Regions from separate parts of the Sus scrofa genome. Here regions 1 and 2 are each linked to region 3. A link is a contact called in public HiChIP or PLAC-seq data. All regions are on one chromosome and are shown on one strand. The core of a region is the stretch at or near the end of the contact, and the rest is flanking DNA. Distances in the headings are between cores, read along the strand shown. Region 1 holds the start of ARPC3 (actin related protein 2/3 complex subunit 3). Region 2 holds the start of FAM216A (family with sequence similarity 216 member A). Region 3 holds the start of CCDC63 (coiled-coil domain-containing protein 63).

Evidence for each region. HiChIP or PLAC-seq counts read pairs in DNA pulled down with a chosen protein or histone mark.
Region 1: a contact with region 3 is called in an H3K27ac HiChIP or PLAC-seq map of alveolar macrophages. The contact joins the promoter of ARPC3 here to the promoter of CCDC63 in region 3. A contact is called at or near these places in 2 of 2 datasets of contacts at active chromatin or transcription factors (alveolar macrophages and skeletal muscle).
Region 2: an H3K27ac HiChIP or PLAC-seq map of alveolar macrophages shows a contact between it and region 3. The contact joins the promoter of FAM216A here to the promoter of CCDC63 in region 3.

What each region holds. Positions count from the first base shown.
Region 1 is chr14:31,821,605-31,824,768 of Sscrofa11.1, reverse strand. It overlaps ARPC3 (actin related protein 2/3 complex subunit 3), which reads left to right and starts at 1,317. Exons shown (of 6, transcript NM_001185135.1): 1 at 1,317-1,416. The coding sequence starts at 1,317.
Region 2 is chr14:31,848,329-31,851,493 of Sscrofa11.1, reverse strand. It overlaps FAM216A (family with sequence similarity 216 member A), which reads right to left and starts at 1,459. Exons shown (of 7, transcript NM_001244441.1): 1 at 1,162-1,459. The coding sequence starts at 1,253. It overlaps GPN3 (GPN-loop GTPase 3), which reads left to right and starts at 1,935. Exons shown (of 8, transcript NM_001243708.1): 1 at 1,935-2,045. The coding sequence starts at 1,998.
Region 3 is chr14:32,138,972-32,141,833 of Sscrofa11.1, reverse strand. CCDC63 (coiled-coil domain-containing protein 63) reads right to left here and starts at 1,511. Exons shown (of 13, transcript XM_021072528.1): 1 at 1,177-1,511.

The DNA.
Region 1 (3,164 bases), core at 68-2,567, 320 kb after region 3:
TCCGTGTGCACATAGAGCACCCTGAACTTCCTCTGTGATCACTTATGTAATGGTCTTCTCCATTTGCCTGGAAGTTCTTCAAAGACAGAGCCCTTTCTGATCTTGCATGCCATTATATCAGCATGAAGGTGCTTAGTAATCGTTTGGTGAATGAATGAGTAAATGTCTCAAAAAACTAGACATCTGGGAGTTCCCTACTGGCTCAGCAGGTTGAGGATCCAGCGTTGTCACTGCTGTCCTCAGCCCAGACATCTTGTAAAAAGCAGAACTAGGAATCTGTAAGTACTCTACCAGTTTCTATTGTGATGTCACTGAACATGGAGTTGAAAGAGATGCCTCATACCATAGTGTTTCCACCATAACGATTCAGAAGATGTAAATAACCTCATGACAACAATAAAATAATTTTTTAAAATAGGAACTAATGGAAGTTCCCATTGTGGTTCAGCAGTAACAAACCTGACTAGTATTCATGAGGATGCAGGTTCTATCCTTGGCCTTGTTCAGTGGGTTAAGGATCTAGCATTGTCATGAGCTGCAGTGTAGGTCACAGACATGACTCGGATCCCACGTTGCTGTGTCTGTGGTATAGGCCGGTGACTACAGCTCCAATTCGACCCCTAGCCTGGGAACTTCCATTGGCTGTGGATGCAGCCCTAAAAAGTAAAATAAAATAGGAAGCAATGAATTGTGAGACTCATCACCCTTGTTTTTAATGTGATGTATTTAATTGCAAATCTATATAATTAAATTTAGCAATGGCTGTTTTCTTTTTTCTTTTTTTTTTTTTTTTTTTGGTCTTTTTGCCATTTCTTGGGCCGCTCCTGTGGCATATGGAGGTTCCCGGGCTAGAGGTCGAATCGGAGCTGTAGCTGCCAGCCTACGCCAGAGCCACAGCAACGCAGGATCCGAGCCGTGTCTGTGACCTACACCACAGCTCACGGCAACGCGGGAACCTTGACCCACTGAGCAAGGGCAGGGATCGAACCCTCAACCTCATGGTTCCTAGTCGGATTCGTTAACCACTGCGCCATGACGGGAACTCCTGCAATGGCTGTTTTCAACAACCAGATTGCCTCACATTTTCTCAAAATTCCTCAAAATTTAAAAAATTTTTTTATTTTTATTGAAGTATGGTTAATTTACAAATTTGTGATAATTTCAAAATTCCTCAAAATTTAATAGTCAGTTTTCATGAGCCAGTTAATCTGGGGTGGATTACTCTTTTTTTTACCCCTTGGGGAAGTGTACTTGACAGCCCCACTAACATTTGCTCTCTTTCTCCTTTTGTATTCTCACCTGGCTTGTCACTATAGGCTTATCACTCTTCCCTCATGGACCCCGACACCAAACTCATTGGAAACATGGCATTGCTGCCTATCAGGAGTCAGTTCAAAGGACCTGCCCCTAGAGAAAGTAAGTCAAAACCCTTTACCATTATTTTCAGATTTTGGTATGAAATACCTACTAACCCTATGACGTTATCAAATCAGGGAAATTATGTCTAAGGTTTCTCTTGTATTTTCTATTTGCTTGTGGATATTGTGCTCTAGACCTTTTAAGATCATGGGTATATGGGAATTCCCTTCTGGATCAGTGGTAATGAACCCAACTAGGATCCATGAGGATGCAGGTTCAATCCCTGGCCAGCATCTGCAGCTCTGATTAGACCCCCTAGGGCCACAGGTGTGCGCCTAAAAATAAATAAATAAATAAATAAATAAATAAATAAATAAATACATTAAAAGTTCATGGGTATATGTTGTATTCAGTAAGAAACTGTAATATTGTTGCCAATTTCTGCAGAATATTTTGTTGAGAGTAAAGAGAAAATGTACTTAATTCCCACCACTCTTTTTTTTGTTGTTTTTTGTTTTTTTGTGGGTTTTTTTTTTTTTTTTTTTTTTTTTTTTCTTTTTAGGGCGCATATCTGTGGCACATGGTGGTTCCCAGGCAGGGGTTGAATTGGAGCTGTAGCTGCTGGCCTACGCTACAGCCACAGCAATGCCAGATCCAAGCCGTGTCTGCGACCTACACCACAGTTCATGACAACGCCAGACCCTTAACCTGAGCGAGGCCAGGGATTGAACCTGCATCCTCATGGATGCCAGTGAGATTTCTTTCCACTGAGCCATGACGGGAACTCCTCACTACTCTTTCTATCATCCCTATCAATTCTTATGAACTAGTCTAATGCTGCTACTTCTGTTAAACGCCATTTTCTCATTCTTTCTTTGTCATCAAGCTGGAAAAACACAAAACATATTTTAATCTCTTCCTTATCTACATCTGCTTCCTTCAGCTATTCTTCATTTCTTCTCTTTTTCTGAATTTGATATCTTTGCTTTCTTTCTTGGTACTCTTTTTTTTGGGGGGGGAACCATTTTTTACTGTTCAGAGAGCTCCATTCTTTTCAGATACTGAAACTCTTCTGACACATTCTGAGGTGTTCTGCCAACAATGTAATTTGTGTTATATTAGACACGGTTTCCCTGCTCCCAGAAAAGGTCTGTGCTGAGTTCCATTCATGGTTTCTAAGAGTGTGGTCTGGGTTACCGACCTTGTCCTGACCCATTTCAATTCCTCTGCCAGACTATTTGACTTGACTTCTTAATTTAATTTTGTTTTCAACACCAGTTGAAAGCTCAGTAAACTTAATAAATTTGATGAGTCACCACAGTCTTTACTTGATTCTGAGATGGAAAAAAACAGACCAAAAGGAGGAAAAATAATGTAAAAGAATTATAGTGCAATGTTGGCCCAGCTCTCTTTTCAGATTGTTGAAATACCCTAGAGTAGGAATTACAGCTGTGGTGCAAGAGGATCGGCAGCATCTCTGCAGTGCCAGGACACAGGTTCGATCACTGGTCTGGCACATTGGGTTAAGATCCGGCATTGCCAAAGCCATGGCATAGGTCACAACAGTGGCTTGGATCTGATTCCCTGGCCCAGGAACTCTGTATGTCATAGAGCAGCCAAAAAAAGAAAACAAAATTAAAAAGCCATAGAATATATCAGAAGATGCAATTGATCAAGGATGGAATAAATCTAATTACCACCTTTACAATTCTTGGGCCCTTGAGGCAGAATGGGATGCCAAGAAAACAGAATTTTATGGTTTCTATAGATGAGGATTGGCCTGTTACTCTTTCCCAGGAAGCGGG
Region 2 (3,165 bases), core at 210-2,709, 290 kb after region 3:
AGGACGGGCACTCCCATGATATTCTTTACTTTTAATGAAGTAATTCGGGTGTGGAAAGGACTATCTTGTTATTTGTTGTATGTAATTTAAGGTGTACTGGAAGTGATAGGATGGTCTGCAATGTTTCTAATTTTGTACAAGTTCATTTTTTCTATTCTCAAATTAAGACAAAACACTCTCCCTTTCCTCTTCCTGCAACTTATTCAGTGACCAAGAGTTCATTGATCCCCTGATATACTAGGATCCAGAACTTCACCACTTTACCTTGAGAAAAAGAATATATATATATATATATATATGGGTCACTTTGCTGTACAGCAGAAATTGACAGAACATTGTAAATCAAGTATAATAAAAAAATTTAAAAAAGAAAACTTTCACCAAGCACTGTGAAAAATAGAAAAGAAACACATGACCCTATCCCATCTTTAAAATTCGTCAATCCACCAAGTATATTAAGACAGCCATGGGGTGCAACAGGAGCCATGACTGTGGGCTTGAGAGGAATACCGGGCAGCTCTCACTTTTAGGGAATAATGGATGCAAGGGATGAGGAAGTAACTTCAGCAGCTAATTGTCTTCAGCATCCAGGAAATAATAGTAAAAACCTCCTCGAAATGAAATGGATTTATGAAGAAAGGAGTTACTGAGTAAACAAAATGTCAAAATCAAGGCGCCTCTAATATTCATAGTCATCTGTCGCAGATTATGAATCCCAGTTTAACATAAAGGTGGCTAATGTCACACACAGGTAAGAGATTTATTGATTTGGAAGCGCTCGTTTGAGCCTCTATTCCCATGGTGCCCCCAGCCAACTCCTTTCTGTAGAAATACTACGGCCAGACGGCCAATTTTCCAGCAGATTTCGTAGCGCCCCCTCGGGGCAGAGAGGCACCCAGGCGATTGCCGCAGTCACTGTGTTTAGACAGTCACTGCACCAACCCTCCTCCTAAGCTTCCCTCAGAAGCCCTTCCCCTAAACTGTGCGTAGGCTTCCATATTTCCCATCTCGGCCATAGCAAAGGTTCTCCTTTCCTCCCACTTCAGGACACTGGGGACCAGTCCTTCAGAGCAACCAGTTCCCACCCCCTCCTCTACATGGGGATCACGAGCAGGGGCTGGTCGCCGTCCTCCCAAACCCCTCAGGGCCCGGCAACCTCACCCGCCGCAGGCACCCTCGGTCCTGGCCACTGCGGAAGGCTCTGCGGAAGCACTGCACTCCGTCCAGTCAGACACTGGACCCTGGCCAGGCATCTCCTCCCAGGTGCCCGGCCCGCGAGCTGCGTGCAGGAGAAGCTTTCCCCTTTCCCCTCCCCTGTCGGCACGCGTGCGTCAGACCCGGCAATATTGGGGATGAAGAGGCGGACGCCAGATTCTAGCCCCCTCCGATGCAATCCGGACAGTGCCCGAATAGCTTCGGGAGAGCGGGGAGGGCAGATCCACGATCCTAGAGTTAAGTTGGGGGAGGGGCGGGTATTCTTCAGTTGACTGCGCGTTTGTACGTTTGCATCTTTCTGTGGAAGGGATGCGTCACGGAAAGGAAATGTACCTTCCCTCTAAAATGAAAGTTGCCCTCCAACCTTAGTATTCCAGACCCTCTGCAAATTTGCAGATCTTCAGGGTCACCATATAGGTCAAACATAAATACGCAAACCCAGGACCAAAGCACCCGGCTTAGGGATGCAGAGGGTTATCAGTTGTCCGTTATCACCAAGGTAACCAGACTTCGCCAGTTTCTAAACCGGAGGTCCGCCAAATACTTCTGCGCATGCGCAAAACCTCCCCGGGCATTTCGCAGAACGCGTTTCACGCGGGATTTGGCCTTCGGGACGCTCCGTAATCAGAGGTGTGGCAAAACAGAAGGCGCAAGAAGAATTCGAATTGCGATTGGTTTGTACGTCTTGTGCCCGGAACTCAGGGGGCGTCGCGCGAAGGCTGAAGGGAGTGTGGTGTTCAGACTTTGTGTGAGTGGCGGCGCCAGGAATCGGGGAAGCCAGCATGCCTCGCTATGCGCAGCTGGTCATGGGCCCCGCTGGCAGCGGAAAGGTGAGGATTTGGCGGGAGAAAAGTCGAGGTTCGTGGAAGGAAGGAAGGAAGGTTGGGTCCAGAGGGAGGAACTGATGGCTGTGTGTGTTGGGGGCCCTGAGACCCTGGGCATCTCGCTTATGTAGCCTGGGCTTCGGTTTCCTTTTTGTTGTTGTTTTGAAAGGGGGTTAATGATATTTGCTAATCTTTATTGCATACTTAAGCCCCAGGTCCTGTGCTAAAAAACATTTCCACAACCGTGTAAGATAAGTGTATTATTCCCGTTTTGCAGGCAAGGAAAATGAGATACAGAAAGGTTAAGTTTTTGCCCAAGATCGCACAGCTAGTAAGTGACGGCGGGAATTTGAATCTATTTTGACTAACCGCAGAATCTGTACCTGTCGTTAACCCAGAAAGCTTAGGCGGGGTCTCGCTAATTACTGTTTCTCAGAGCTTGAGATGTGGACTTCTGGTATTTGAGGCAACTTTAGGAGAAACATGGGCCTGGCATTAATGAACATTGATTGAATCATACATTGAGAAATTTGATTTTCGGTTGTTTGTTAGTTTGCTTTGAGGTGAAATCATCAGTTTGTTGCTAGTACATCTTCAACACTTTTTTCTTTTCCTTTTTTTTTTTTTTTTTTTTTTTTTTTTGTCTTTTTAGGGCCACACCCACGGCATGTGGAGGTTCCCGGGCAAGGGGTCGAATCAGAGCCACAGCCACAGCTACAGCAACACAGAATGTGAGCCGCATCTGCGACCTACATCACAGCACACGGCAACACCAAATTCTTAACCCACTGAGTAAGGTCAGGGATCAAACCTGCACAACGGAACTCCTTGAAAGAGTTTTAAAGTTGTATTTAATTCTGTCATTACCTTCACGTTATGATAAGTGTAACTGATTTTCTGGTTAAAGATAGTTTTTTCTTGTAAATGACTGTTAAGGGAATCCTATTGGGGTTATTCAAATATGGTAGAAATTGTGAAAATATTGATCAAATTACAAGAGGGTGAGAAACACTGGAGTATGTGGAGGTGTCATATGACTTCAGTTTTTAAATTGACAAACAGGAGTTCCTGTAGTGGCTCAGCAGGTTAAGAACCCGACACAGTGTCCGTGAGGATGCAGGTTCAA
Region 3 (2,862 bases), core at 262-2,761:
TCCTCCCTGCTCCTGCCAGTCAAAGAAGCCATCACCTTCTGCTAGTTCCCTTTCTCCTGCCCACAGCTGTGCTTCAAGCCCTTCACCAACGCTCATCAGCTACCCCCTTGTCCCCTGTGGGACCCAAACTGATTGACAGATGTCCCTGCAGATCGACACACCAGTAGCCCCCAAGTCTGTTTCCTCAGCCCCTTTACCTCTTTGCCCCAAGCCCAAGGACTCATCTGCTTCCCTTTCCTTGAAAATTCTACTGCCACCCTCTTTTTTTTTAGGGCTGTCCTTCTCACTCAGTTTCAGAATGGGGTTCAACCTCCCAGCAACCCTCCTGCTCTGAGTTACTTTCACTGCACACCAGGCACGGTGCTCGGGGTCTTCACAGGCATGAAAATGAGTTCACTCGCTACCCTACCCCTGCAGAAAAATCCACATGGGTAAGTTACACAGCTTAAGCCCTCTCCCAAAGTCCCAACCGTCATGAATGTTGAACTGTTTTCCAAATTGGCAAATAATTGGTCGTGGGTAGGAGGTCCTGGTAGTTACAAGCCTGGACTATGCAGTCAAACCAAAGTTCAAATACCAGGTCTGCCATGTGCCAGCTGTGTGACTTAGGCGAGGAACAACCTCTCTGGGCTTCTGCTTCTTCAGGGAATCATTCGTGTTGGCGCACCAAGGGGCGCCACTTTCACCTGCTGCGGAGTGAGCGTCACCCCCCCGGAGTCCAGAGAAGGGCAGCGCTGATAACACCACCAGCAAGTACTATTGTTGTCAGTGTTCACTATGGCAAAGTAAGCAATCAACCCATTAACCCTCCCCCATTTTACAGAACAGGACACTGAGGTTCAGAGAGGTTAATCTATAGGTCCCAAGTTGCACATTAAATAAATGACGGGTCAGGGCTTGCATTCAGGTTTCTTTTCATCCAGAGCCTATGCACTCTTTAGTCGACTGTACTGTCCCGTCTTCCCAGAGACCTCCAGTTTGGAGAGCTGCACCACACACGGCTTCGCAGCCACAGTCCACCCCTTTCCCCTCAGAGAAAATCTCCCATCTCCAAAGTTTTCCCTGAAATGCAAATTTTGTCTCTTCTTCCCCTCCCCTTGCAGCGTTCCATGCAGACCCTCACTTTATTCTTAGCAGTCTCCGTCTGGCCACCTCAAAGACCATTCTAAACTCTACCTTTGGTGTTTCGAGTTCCAAACGCACAGCAAATAGTTCCTCACTTGGAATCCCTCAGCAGGCATTACTAATCAATCCTGGCATCCTTTCTCCGCAGAGCCGGGATGCAGCGGTCAGGCAGGCAGCCATTACCAACTGATTCAAGATATCTATCAGGTAAAAATCGCATTTGCTATTCCTTCTGAAGATTGTAATCTCCTTGAAAGCAGTAGAGTCTTAATCAGCTCTGCCCGCTTCCTGCCCACAAACAGTAATACGTTTTCAGATATCAAGAACTAAGGAAAGTTTTGTGGGTGGAAAAATGTGGCTTTCCTTCTTACTAGCATGTGACTTTGGACAAGTACCTCCATCTTGCTAACGTCAAACGGAAACGGAAGCTCAGAAAAATGAAGGAACTTGCTCAAGGCCACACAGCTGGTAAAAAAGGGAACAAAATTATGTCAGAGCCAAGACTTTTGCTATATGCTGTTGGAGGTGTAGATCCACGTGAAATTCTTAGCACACTGCTTGGTACATTATACAAACTCAGTAACACAAGACAATATAAAAATCCTTTGTATAAAAAGGGCTTGGCTCTGTTCCTTGGCCCCAGCCTTGCATAAAACGGTTCCCAGGGTCTTTGTGGCCAGAATCCTTTCTTAGTAGGAGAACACAGAAGATCCCAGAAAACCCAGGTTATTGGCTCACAGACTTGTGAGAATGTGTCCTCTAGAATACTGGGGCAGAGTTATCAAGCACTTTTTGGAACTCTGGGCTGGGTTGAGGAGCTGTGAGATGGAACTCTTGAGACCCCAGTTTATCCAGCAAAGAAGTTTGGAATGCTGATCCCAGAAAGTCCCTCTCACATTCAAAGCTGTCTTCTCCTGCTTCCTCCCCATGGCCCAAAGCAAGCTGGTGGGTGGCAAGGATTTTCCCAGTGTATTGTGCAACCCTGGGCTGCCCCACAGCAGCAGGGAAGGTGAAGGCAGCTGTGGCTGGGCCTGGCTCTGAAACTTCCTGCGGGACCTGGCTGGCCAAAATAGGCACAACCACTGATGAGGTCTTTCTTTCTCTCTTCCTTCCTTCCTTTCTCTTTCTTTTTTCTTTTTCTTTCTTTACTTTCTTTCTCTTTCTTTCTTTCTTTACTTCTTTCTTTTCTCTTTCTTCCTAATCATCTCATAACCTACCAATTGAAAACATAGATCCTGGAGCCATAGGTTCAAATCCTGGCTCCACCTGTTACCAGCTCTGTGACCTTGGGCAATTTGCTCAAACTCTCTGTCCCTCAGTTTCCTCATCTATGAAATGGGGATAATAATAATACCAACTTTCATGGTACAGCCTCACAGTCCTTGGCCTCACAGCCTAGGAGGGGAGACCAGCACTCATAATCATATGGTTAATTTATAATTAATAATTTAATTAATTAGTTAATTATTCTTACCAAAGGGCAGGGGAGTCAGGGAATGCTTCCCTTGCAATTGTGGCATGTCTATTCATTTATTATCTCTTCCATTAGCTTGTAAACTCCAGGAAAGCTGGAGTCATGTACATTTTATTTACTAATGTTTACCTGGCATTGGGAAGTGCTCAGCAACTATCTTTGGGTCATGGATAAATGAATAAAGTGATGTTTCATTGGAGTTGGGAAGGATGAGTAAGAGTAAACCAAGGAAAGGGAGTAGATGGAAGAGCATCCTAGGCAGA